Linked DNA regions of Mus musculus: regions 2 and 3 are each linked to region 1. The links are chromatin contacts, called in public HiChIP or PLAC-seq and promoter capture Hi-C maps. All regions are on one chromosome and are shown on one strand. The core of a region is the stretch at or near the end of the contact, and the rest is flanking DNA. Distances in the headings are between cores, read along the strand shown.

The links. Promoter capture Hi-C pulls out the DNA fragments that hold promoters and counts their contacts. HiChIP or PLAC-seq counts read pairs in DNA pulled down with a chosen protein or histone mark.
Region 2: an H3K27ac HiChIP or PLAC-seq map of embryonic stem cells shows a contact between it and region 1, with 7 times the contacts expected there. The contact joins the promoter of B430010I23Rik here to the promoter of Triml2 in region 1. A contact is called at or near these places in 1 of 39 promoter capture datasets (embryonic stem cells) and 2 of 115 datasets of contacts at active chromatin or transcription factors (both in embryonic stem cells).
Region 3: a promoter capture Hi-C map of embryonic stem cells shows a contact between it and region 1, with 2.7 times the contacts expected there. The contact joins the promoter of Mtus1 here to the promoter of Triml2 in region 1. A contact is called at or near these places in 2 of 39 promoter capture datasets (embryonic stem cells and stem cell-derived epiblast-like cells).

Annotation. Positions count from the first base shown.
Region 1 is chr8:43,178,282-43,182,448 of GRCm38.p6, forward strand. Triml2 (tripartite motif family-like 2) reads left to right here and starts at 2,255. Exons shown (of 8, transcript NM_001381929.1): 1 at 2,255-2,331. It also overlaps a transcript of Triml1 not described here.
Region 2 is chr8:41,015,813-41,019,979 of GRCm38.p6, forward strand. B430010I23Rik (RIKEN cDNA B430010I23 gene) reads left to right here and starts at 1,926. Exons shown (of 3, transcript NR_015457.2): 1 at 1,926-2,008; 2 at 3,646-3,809. The region is part of intron 6 of Mtus1 (mitochondrial tumor suppressor 1); the gene reads right to left.
Region 3 is chr8:41,131,513-41,135,679 of GRCm38.p6, forward strand. Mtus1 (mitochondrial tumor suppressor 1) reads right to left here and starts at 2,214. Exons shown (of 14, transcript NM_001005863.2): 1 at 1,969-2,214.

The DNA of each region.
Region 1 (4,167 bases), core at 1,005-3,504:
AATATCCATTGGACTGAGCTGGGGAACCCCAGTGGAAGAGGTAGGGGAAGGGCTGAAGGAGCTGAAAGGTAAGTGGACCTCTGAATTCAAGACCAGACTTGTCTATACAGCATGTTCCAGACCAGCCACAGCTAGACAGTGAGAACTTGTTCCAAAAAGCAAGCGACTTTGGAGGCCACAAGGGGGCACCGGTTCCCTTGAACTGGAGTAACAGGCAGTGGTCCGCAGCCTAACTTGAATTACTGTGAATTTAACTCTGGTCCTTTGCAAGAGCCTTAAGCACTGGTCAATCTTTCTTGTCCCTACTTCTAATGAACAGGACAAACTTAGAGAAAACAAGACAGCTAGAAGCCAGTCCTTCCTTTCAGAGCATGGTGCTGTCTGTACACATGAAATTTTCAGCACTATGGAATCTGAGGCAGGAGTGCCACAAGTTTAAACTCAGCTTTCTATATATAGCAAAAGGCTGGTGACACAGGCCTTTAATCCCAGCACTTGGGAGGCAGAGGCAGGTGGATTTCTGAGTTCAAGGCCAGCCTGGTCTACAAAGTGAGTTCCAGGAGAGCCAGGACTATACAGAGAAACCCTGTCTTGTTGAAACTCTCTCTCTCTCTCTCTCTCTCTCTCTCTCTCTCTCTCTCTCTCTCTCTCACACACACACACACACACACACACACACACACACAAGGCTGTCTCAAAACCCAAAAAGGGGGCAGGTCAAAATCTCACACATGTTTTTTGCCCCAAGGCTTAGAAGAAAAGAGATTGGGTATATTTTTAAAAAGAAAATCCTCTCCAGACTAAAGAAATAGGGAAAAAAAAAAAAGAAGAAGGTGGTTTATCTGAGAAAGCAAGCGTGAGGAATTCAGTTTAGGGAGAAGGTACAGAGAATCTCTCCAGACAGGAGAGCCACGGTGCTAGATGCCTAGTGCTGAATCTGATCTGGAAGATCAGGAGAGCCAGGTAGGAGGATTTGCTGGTTGTCATGCCAACTGCTTAAAAAAAAATAAAATTAGATTTAAAACCCTCTCTCCTTTGCTTAGCAAGGATTGGCGCATGACATAATCCCTGTCAGAGACAGGACTGTAAGATTAGGGAACTAGAGAGATTTTCCTCTTCACTGGGCCCGCCCCTTCCTCCCCCACACCCCCTCCTGAGACAAAGTCCTTAGGCAGGCGGTTATCTCCCTGCAAAGCAGTGACCCTTCCCTGAAGCAAACATTCTGGAGAACCAAGTGAGTCATTCTTCTCTAGTGAAAAAGCATTAGCAGTTAAAGATAAGAGGCTGAGGCTGAGGAAAACAAGACAGATCCTGCAAAGTAGTCTCATGGTCTGCATTCCTATTAATGATCACCACACATAGGGCACAACATCTTAAAAGTACCTTTCTCTTTTGTTTTATAGTTTTTAAATTTGCTTTTAATTACCTTAAGGAATTAAAAAAATACATTTTGCTTTAGTTGGCCCCCTTCCTCTCCCTCCATCTCCCTGGGGGACTCCTCCATTAAACCCTTCCATCTCTGCTGTTCCATTTTCCTCTTTCACACCCCATCCCAATGTATGCTCTCTCTTCTCTCTCTCTCTCTCTCTCTCTCTCTCTCTCTCTCTCTCTCTCTCTCTCTCTCTCTCTCTCTCTCTCTCTCTCCCCCCCCCCCGTGTCTGTCTGTCTGTCTGTCTGTCTGTCTGTCTGTCTGTCTGTCTGTCTTTTATAAATCAGGCTGGTCTCGAACTCAATCCACAGACATCCTCCTGCCTCTGCTGTCCCCCTCCCACCATGCTAGGACTAAAGGCATGCACTGCTACACACAGCTTTTTACTATTATTATTATTATATAAAATTCGAGGATGAATGGATAGATTAGTAGTGGTTTATCTGTTTTCAGAATCTCTGTGATCCAAGCTGGGTAGGAACTCACCTCTTATCCTGGGTCCACTTCAAATTTGCAGCAATCCTCCTGACTCAGCCTTTCCAATTCAGGGACTATCAGCAATGTGCTATCCAATCTGTCTGGGCCTGAGATCACACCCAAGGTCTGTGTTTTACCGAAGAGTTTTCAGCCAAGGTCAGTGTTTTACTGAAGAGTTTTCAGACAACTGTTTAGAAATGTAAATTAACCTACCTAGGAGGTGGGGCCAGGAAACAGATTCAAAAGTATCTGAAGCCACTTCTGCTGCTTCCGGACCAATCCGGACCAATCCGGTAATAAAGGTCGAAATGGCCGGTTTATGTGACGCTTTGTGAGACCCGGAACTGACCTTCGTACTGAAGTCTCTGGTCTCCACTGGCTGTGGCTTTCCCTGAAGGAAATCCTTAAGATTTCTGGAAAGGAAGGTGAGTTTTCCCGCTTTGCATCATCATTTCCGTAATCATACTTTTTGTTTGTTTGTTTGTTTGTTTTCCAACGACTAAGTTTTTTAAACATTTATTTTGTGTGCGCATGTGGGGGGTGGGGTGGGGGTTGCGGGGAGACCTGGCTTGGTGGTCAGGCTTAAGGAAGTCATCGGTTTGGTTCTCTCCGTCCAACCCGGAGGGCCTGAGGATTCTGCCTTCGGGCTTGGCAGAAGCGGCCTTCACACACCATCAAGGCGGGCCAACTTTTTATTTAAAAAATAAATTAGTTGATTTATGTATGGGAGCGTTGTTCTGCAAGCATACCTGGTGCCCTCGGAGGCTAGAGGAGGGTGTTGGGTCCACCACGAACTGGAGCCACAGATGGCTGAGTCGACTTGGGGGGACACTAGACTTGAACCTCCACAAGTAGCCCAGACTGGGGATGTTTCTGGGACACCATTAAAATACTTAAACTTTTTAATGAGACTGGGCCTCGCTTTGGACTGCTGTTAGCTGTTGAACTCACAGCCTTAGCTTCCCAAGTGCTGGAGTTACAAGCCGGTTGTGAACTATCCTGCCTGATCAAATTCAACAACTTAATTTTGGTATCCTTGGAAGCTTGATGGATGGTTGATTGATGGATGGTAGTGGTCCCTAGATGAGAGACTTGGGGGGTGGGCAGTAAAAGAATAAAAGAACGCCTGAGAAAGGCAAGACAAAAGGTAAATGATACATTCAGGAAAGCAAGCCCAGGGAGGCGGGAATTTCCTGGGGTTTTTTGGTTTTGGTTTTGATTTTTTTGAGTCAGGGTTTCTCTGTGCATCCCTGACTGTCTTCAACCCTCGCTGTAGATCAGGCTGACCTCAAACTCTAAGAGATATGCCTGGCTCTGCCTCTCTGCTGCCTCCTTAATGCTAGGACTAAAGGCACACACAATCTGGCCTGAATTTCTTGGTTTTGTTTTTTATTAAAAACTAATATTTGACCTGTCCTTTTGATTTGCTTTAACCTTTTGCTGACTGATAGAAGTCTTCCCCTCCAAAACAAAAACAAACAAACAAACAAAAACCCAAGAAAAAGACAAACAAATGACAACAAAAATACTGTTTTTAAGGATGGCTGGAGAGATGGCTCAGCGGTTAAGAGCACTGACTACTCTTCTGGAGGTCCTGAATTCAAATCCCAGCAACCACATGGTGGCTCACAACCATCTGTAATGAAATCGAATGCCCTCTTCTGGTGTGTCTGAAAACAGCTACAGTGTACTTACATATAGTAAATAAATAAATCTTAAAAAAAAAAAAAGATGGATATGGGGGCACACTTAATCCAAGTACTGGGGAGACAGGCTGGAAGATCTCTGAGTTCTAAGCCAGCTTGGTCTACATAGCAAGTTCAAGGACCTAGGGAAACCCTCTCTCACAAAAAAAGATATAAAGATGGTATATATATATATGATGGGGTCAGAAATCCGTCTGCCTTGGGTGCTTTTCAAAACACCAATAAAAACATAAAATCTTCCACTTTAAGATTTGTGTAGCTGAATGTGGCAGTAAGCACATTTTAATCCTAGCACTCAGGATGCAGAGTTGCATAGTGAGATCCTATCTAAAAACAAAATAAGATATCTAAGTATAATATTTTTTAAAAGAAATCTATGTATATTTTTTAGTTGTTCGAAACAGGGTTGCCCTCAAACTCATAGATATCTGCCTACCTCTGCTTCCAGGGCGCTGGGATACCAAGTATGTACCATGTCACTTTGCAATATTTATTTTGCTCTTTGCAGGTATGTGGCTTAGGGAGGGGGTAGCCATGATGCAGGTATGTGGCTTA
Region 2 (4,167 bases), core at 676-3,175, 2.2 Mb before region 1:
AGATGTAATGCACTCTCCCCTCCAAGGGCAATAAGGGCCTAATCAGTTCAAGATAAATATTTAATGTTCTAAACATAGGCATTTAGATAGACTTTGTCCCATGTCCGCAAATAAAAAAGTTTTGTTACAAGGCCAAGCCTATATTCTGAACAAGAGGAAAAAAAAGTTTGCTTTTAAGCTAGGACAAATAAAAAAATTAATCTCTTAAAGATGAAATCAAGTTGATTTCACCCAGCTACACAGCAGTTTCCAAGGACTCTTACATCATGAAGCAACTATAATTCTAAATAGGCTTGAGAGAAGTGAAGTGAAAGAAATCAGGAGGGTGTTTCAGGGTTTAAAGAATAACAAGTATCAGTCTTGCGGTAAGGAATAATTTTCACGTTACCTTCAGGTCTGTAGCAGGCACACATCCACACATACTTATACAAACACAATCATTAGACACAGTTCCTCAAGACGGAGAGTCCCTGGCGCCAGGGTGAAACTAGGAAGTGAGAGAATGTCCAGGCTTTCAGGAAGGGCACTTCCTGAGATGACCTTAGATGTGGGACTCCAGCCGGCATCTGGGTTGCAGTATGGCAGAGAGCACGAGACTGGTCTCTGCAGTCTAGACTTGCTTCTCACTCAAAGCACTTCCCCCTGGTTCCAGACAGGGTCTGCAGTACGTAGTCCCTGACACCCTTCTAGAAAAGCCCTGTAAACAAATACTAATTACCCTTGTTGCTGCACAGGGAGGAGAGAGGCACATTTTGCTGCTAGGGCAGCCCATTTTCCAGCTCCGGTCTCTCCAACTCCCCCACCCCCTGCACTGTCCAAGAAGCGCACAGGTGGCCACGCCTCCCACCCATCCGTCCGTCCGGGTCTGCCTACATTCAAAGCTCCACAGGGAGGAGCGCCATTGGCCCTGGTGGCCTCCCCGCCTGTCCCGCAGGTTACTGCCTCAGACTCCTCTCTCTCCTCTCTGAAGCTGATACTGCAGCTTCTGTCTCTGGCACAAGCAACGGATGATTACTTAAAGCCACAGCCCTTCATTTATGAGAAACGAGAGCCAGACATTATCCTGATCGATTGGCACTTACTTAATATCAGCGGGGGCAGAGGAAACAGAAACGGGACCCTCTCTGCGTGGATAATGGAGTTATTTTTAGATGTGTGAGCCTTTTTACTCCGCTCTCTAATTGAGGTCATTAGATTATCGCACTCACTAATAGAAAAAGGGGGTTTGCTCTTCAGAACCCATATACTAAAGGCATGATGAACCTCATGGTGAAGGGCACCCAGGGGGCCCTGCTGTGATTTAGAACTTTAAATAATATTACAATAGAGTATAGTTCATTGATAATACATGGGTATTGGGGATTACATATATTTGAAATCACCAGTCAGGAATTCCAAATTTCAAAAATAAACGATTGCTTTTGTAATGCAAAAACTAAAGTTTGAGAACAACAAAATAATAACCCACAGATACAATGTTTTTCTCTTTTCTCCCCTTCTTACGGGTCTCATACTTGCTTTCCTTTGCCCCAGTCTCCCAAGTTCTGGGATTACAGGCACGTGCCACTACAGCCTGACTATTCGAGTACTGTCACGTCAAGCCTTAATTTTATTCAAATGCTTTGGATAAATGGCAGAGTCTGTCAGTGGCGTGAGAGAAAAGCGGGGACAGCTCTATTAGACATGAAACTGTGACCACGCTTCAGAGTCCCCTTTCCCACAGCAGCCAAGTTGCAAACAAAAGGGGGTAAAAGGACAAGGAAATCTTACCACTTGCACAAGAAAACGGAAAGGAAGATGGCAAAAGCTGACGCTACTGATGCTTATCTCTAAAGGACTCTGGAAAGCCACACCTCCCTCCCTCCAGAAACACCCGAGGGAGGGGTGGTTAGCTTATTAGTGGACTTCAGGAGGCAACAGATTTCAGTGAGTGTTGACATCTGTCCTAACTCACTTCCCTAAACCACACTCAGCCTTCTCCAGCAAGATCCAGCGTGAGGACATCAAGGTCAGTTGTCACTGTGTCTCAATGGCCGGAAGTGGGGGTGGGGGAAAGCCAGCCCACTCTTCCTTCACAATGGCTTTTTGCCCTTGGTGTCACCTTTGCTTCTAGTCCTGGTTCTTTAGAGCCCAGTACGCAAGCATAGAAGGGGTTTCTTTATACCCTAGAGGGCTGTTATTCAATATTTTCTGTGTATAAACTCCCTTCTCTTTTGAGTATGTTACAAATGACACTGGGACTGAAGGTGGAGCTCAGGTAGCACCCATACATGAGGCGGAATTTCTTCCTCCAGCAAATACAGCATACATACATACGTGTAGCAAGCATGAGTGGGTGCTAGCCTGTGTGCTTGTGTGCGCTCCCATGGACTAGAATTGCCTAGCTCCTGTTTAGCATCCCGAGATCTTCCATCCAAGTCAAAAGCTATCCTTCCCAGAATCCATGCTACCCTCTTGGGATGACGGGCTTTCTTAACCTGACTCATTTTATACACTTTCTGGAAAGCCAACATCCCCTCCCCCCAAATGCCCAGAAGGGACATTTATCTTTCTGAATTATGAGTTATTACTCATATAGCTAAGCACATTTTATATCCTATACCATAATGATATGTAAGAAAATTAAGACATAGCTCCTGCCTTCAAGGAGCCTGGTACTTAGGAGGGCAATGTCCAGGACCAATTCTTTGGTCATCAATCAAAGCAGATGACATCATCTGAGGCGAAGCAGCGCAGGACTATGGGAAACCCGGGGCTTTAATATGATCTACTCAAAAATGCAGACCACAGAGCCCAGACTCCAACAGACATACTATTAGTTTCTGCATGACTGTCTGGGTTGCCTGCCCTTTAAATGTACTTCTTATTTACTCAAGATGATAAAATACATTCTGGCAGTTAGAGACCGATTTTTTTTTCCAGCTGCTTAGATTAGTGTCTCTGTCATAGATGATAAACCATTTATAATCCAGAGAAGAGGTTTATTTGATTATCTTTGTACTATAACATGCAACCCCACCCTCGCCCCACAGACATACACACACAGTGAGACTAGAGAGAAAGGTGGAAATCCACACGAAGATGCTTTCAAACTCATGCATTAAATATATGAAGCGCTTTAAGGAAAAAAAAAAAAAACTCAACAACAACGGGATTCTCCGTAATTTAATTAGGGTCTCTGGGATGCAAGCACTTAGTGGCTGGCTGTCGTCCCGCCAGTGTGCCTGACTTCTGCAGGCTACTGAATGGCATCAGCAACACAGGAACTATTACAGGAAAGAGCTGCAGAGAGTTCATACTTTTATCATTGTGGACACTTCCTTCCCACCCACTCCCTCATCCTGCCTGCTCCCACCCCCACCCCACCCCTTTAAATCTGAGATGTAGACTATTAGCATAATTTAAAACCCTTTGGGGGGGGGAGGTACTAGCCTAGGTTAGATTCTATATGCAAAAAAAAAAAAACCTATCTGGTCTTGTTTTACCTTACCAAGAAATATGCCTAGAGACCCTTTGATGAGGACTCTAGGGTTACTAACAGCAATGCTGGTTAATAGGATCCAAATGTTTCAACAGTGGGTACAAGAGATCTCTGTAAAGGGTTAAGGGGATTTTTAATTGCTCAACTTACCCTTTCCCTTTCAGCTGTTTCCTAACAGTGAGTGCCTTGTACACACTAGGCAACTAGCGAACATTCACTGATGGATTATAAAACAGAGAAGGGGTGGAGAACATCCAACATGGGGATTCTGTGTGCTCTTGTAAGATGTTTCTGCAGTTCCACCCTCGCCCTTCGCTCGTCCACTCAGGTACTGTCTGAATTGTCAACTTCAATTCTTGGGGTGGTTTTACAAGAAGGAACTGGAAGCAGACTCTGCTATCAATGAACTTTCATCGTAAGGAGCCAAAACAGAGGCTGGAGCAATGAGTCAGTGGTTAAGAGCACTGGCTTGCTCTTCCAGAGAACCCTGGGGTCAAGTTCAATTCTCAGCAACTAAGGACAGCTTACAACTGTCTGAAAGTCCAGTACCCTCTCTTCTGGCTTCTGTGGGCACCGCATGTAAGTGGTGCAAAGACATACACGTGACAAACACCTAAAATAATAAAATATGCTATTTCTTTTAAAAGCAGAAGCAAGCACAGAGTGAGGAGTTATCATATAGAAAG
Region 3 (4,167 bases), core at 964-3,463, 2.0 Mb before region 1:
CTGTCTCAAAATGAAAAGAAAACAAGAAAAGGAACTAGAAACCCATGTGGGGTACTTGATAACATTTGCAATCCTAGAAATGGAAACATAAATACCAAGATTGCACTCTTCACCTATAAAGCTGGCAATACTACTTCCTTTTAAGGGTGTTAGAAAGACGGTAACACAAGAGCCAGTTCTGGTCTGCTTAGTTTGACTAAGGCGTTTTGGAGACCAAAGTTCAATATTTTTAAAAGAAACTTTTGCACCACTAATTGTGATTTCCAAGGACTTTATCCTAAGGAAACCTACCTTGCAGACAAAATTTTAAAAGCGATTAAGGGTTGCAATAGCATATTTAATTACAGTAACTGAAAATGAAAAGATCAGCTTGTAAAACAAGGTTAAGTAAATCGACACGTGTATAGAATATAATGTGTAACACTTATTAAGATTTTGAAGGCTTTATATAATGGGGGAATTTTCATTATAGTTTACAAAGGGGAGAAAAAGAGAAATGGTGGGATTGACTCTTATTTTCCTGAATGTATCAAACTGTATACATCAGCGGTCCATTCCGGTTGAAATCAGAGCTCTCAGGGTTACTAATCAACATGCTTCTTAAAAGCTTAATTCTTGTAACTCTAGTTTCCAAAAAGTCTACAAGAAATTTATCCAGAATTTCACAATCCTAGCTAAACCCTACAAAAATTATCCTTGAATTCCTAACGGTTAATTAAAAGGTACAGACCTCTCCCAAACACAATTTGTTTCCCACATAAATCTAGTTTTTAAAAGGAACAGGTGAGGGGCTGGGGCAGCTATCAATGATAATCCAGGTGTTTGGTATATACAAAACTCTTCGCTCCATCCATTGAACAAGGGGGTGGGTCACGGGGGGGGGGGGCCGGGGCAGTGGAGAGAGGGTTCAGGTGAAGATCGATACAACATTTTAAAAGTATTTTAAACTAAATTCTATGCCTTTTTTAAAAAAACAGGGCAGGAACAGGTTTTCTTGCATAACTTTTCTTATCGATACAGTTCTTGAGAAATAAATCTGTAAACAAGAAGTTTAAACACACCCACACAACAGAGTACAGATTGCCCTAAAGGGATTGCTGGAGAGAACGGGGATGAACTATTTAAACTGATAACCTATTTGTAAAACATTCCTTACAGAGGTCATATGTTTAGCGGGGGCCCGACCCCACCTCTTTTTTGCCCTCCCACAAGTTGTCTCCGGATCCCCGGAATCCACTCCCACCCCCACCGCGCTGTGATTTGATACCTTGATTGAACTCCAATCACCTGGCAGAACATGAAAGCTCGCTTTCCTCCTGTTTTGCCTAAGACTCTGGTTTTAAGACAAACAAAATACACTGGATTTCCTCTGGTAGAACACAAGACAATTTAAAAGTAGCATTTTGCAGAGTGAGTGCCAGTATGCAAGCTATGTTTACAATTCAATGTGTCACTTTTACAAGTGAAAAGTGAACAGATCACCCTAGTTGGGGGGGGGGGCGCAAAGACTTCGCGGAAATTCGAGCTAAGTCCTCTATTGAGTAATCAATACGGCGACCCTCAACGTGGGCTTTCCCTTAGAGTTTGTAAGAACCCGCAGGCTGCAGGGAGTAAAACCCGCATGAGGACCTGGGGAACTGCACTAATTCCCTTTCTCCCATATTTTCTGCCCTGACTGCTTAGTGGGAATGGACCCCGGCAAGTCGCCCAGCCGGAAGCCTGAGGCTGCCAGGTCCAGAGCCAGAATCCAGCGCTTGGTGGGCGGCTTTCCACCGAGGATGCAAACTTGACAGTTGTCCTTTATCCACAATAAACCCACCGCCTCGGTCACTTTCAAGGTGACAGCAACTGCAGCCCGCTGTCCTGCAGGAGCCCCGCGGGTCCCACGTGAGCTCAGCCTCCCCACTCCTCCTACTTTGAAACCCACTAGGACACCCGCCCCCCTCCCCGGAAAGCCAGTCCGGTCACCGTGAGTGCGTTGCAGTCGCCGCTCCCCAGCTCCTCGTTCTCCGGAGGTCCCCACCGCGGCCGGGATGGGCGACGGAATGGGATCCACTCCGCGCTTGCCCGCAGAGCCGGGGAGCCAGCCCTGGGGGGAGCCACGGCGTTCTGCACCCTCGGCGGGTCCTGCCTTGGAGACGTCTGTACCTGGGGCTTGCAGATCGACCCCAACCCGCACCAGCACCCTGGCGGCCAGGCGGGAACCGGGAACCCGGAGCCCGGGCGTCCCAGCCTCCCCGCCCCGGGCCGCCAGGGGGAGGAGCGAAGGCGGAGGATCCTGGGCTGGGTGGCCTCGCCCCTCGCCCGCGGCGGCTCCTAGAGCCCAGACAAAGGCCAGGTTGCGGGGGGGAGAGGGGGGCAGAAGGGGCAGTGCCCCCCAAAAAAACTAACCTGAGAGACGAGCAGGGGTTCCTTGAGGCACGATGACTCCCGCGGAGCTCCACTACGGTCGCCAGCCGGGTCGGGCTCCCTGGCTAAACGTCAACATAAGCCACAAGCCCCGGGCGTACGTCCTGGATCGCGCTGCACCTGTTGCCACGTGTGTCGCAAAGCCACCGCTGCTGACTGCGCGCTTGGCTGGCTGTCCCGCGCGACCCCAAACCATTCACGTCCTGGTGGGAAAGCTAAGCTCTGCCAAGCCCAACTTTGGGGCCCCAGGACCGTCGGACAGGCTAGCTAGCCAGAGGGAGGATTGGCTCCTCCTGGGTCCCCTCGCAGCCAGAATTCCCTGTCCCGCGAAGGGCTTTGGAGTTGGGAGGTGGGGAAGTTGCAGGCTTATCAGCGTAAGGGTTTATAAGGAAGCAGCACTGATTGTTCTCGGAGAGTCCCACCTGCGCCCTATATTGTCTTCAGACTTCCGAGCAGATTACTAGCGAGCACCTATTAAAGATTAAAGAAACCAGCACTCCGACTGTTAGAAGTTCAGATGGGGGTGGGGTTGGGGTAGTGGGAGAAGCTAGGAAGAGAAGCTAGGTCTGGCCACTTGAAAGCCAAAGTCCTTGTTCTTGAATCAAACTGAGGAAATTTCAGCCTCCACTAAGCATATTTTAATATAAGGTTTTTTCCCTAAAGATTGATAGCCTGCTTGTAACAGATAAAAACATTCCTGAACATGTCAGACAACCCAGAACTCTAAGTTTAATGTATGCATGTGTGTATACATATATAAAACTACGTGGCCTGGGATTGCTGAAAAAGCATTTTCAGTACATTTCTTGGAGCGCAGAGGCGGGGGACGGGGGTGGGGGTGAGGGAGCAGAAGCAGCATTTCAGAGGTTGCCTATACCACGAATGCTGGATGATCTAATAGCTTTGCTGTTTATAGCTTTAAGTGCTTTCACGTGAACAATGATCCATTCTTCGCTCACAAGTAGACCCTGCTGTAAATAGGTTAGATTATTATCTCTATTATTTGAGTGAGGCAACCGAAGCTCAGAAAAGCCAAGTGACTTGCACATGGTCACACTGTGAGGGCAGCCAAGGCAGGCACAAACCCAGCCGAGCAGGCCCGACTCCCCCTTTTTTTCCCTCCATATTCCAGTAGATAACACCTCTTGCTTATCTTTGAAATCCCTGTCGTAATATCAACTCTGTCTGACGTTAGGAAAAAAATCATGTGACTAGTTTTAAAGTGGCACAGCATTAAAAACCATCGGACAATTCTCCCTTGAGCAAAAGGCACCCAACAAAACAAAACCAAAAAAAAAAAAAAGCCCCGGATGTTTTTTTCTGGCAAGTCATGAGATAATTATGCTAATTAGCAACATGCTTCCTCCCTAAGGAAAATCCTCCTTGTGTTAAACATATTATTTAAGCCTTTATAAGCCACGTGCCCCCGATGATTTGGCCCAATATAATCCACACACATCCAGATTCCCACCACCACTGCATTCCATTGTGCGACTTAGTTCTATGTATGAATATGGAATCAGTTTTACTTTTTATTTCTGTAAGATAAATTGAAAGAAGAAAACAAAATTTAAAAAAACAACCACTCACTGAAGTAATTGGAGATACGTCACAGTTTAGAGGCAGTCACGGTGCAGATGTGACTGTCACTTTTTTGAAGGTGTGGAAATCAGAACCTTAGCTTCTCATTGCATTCCCATAATCAGAAGTGATCTGGGGGCATCATCAGAGACTCTGTCCAGCCAAATGGTCATGAAC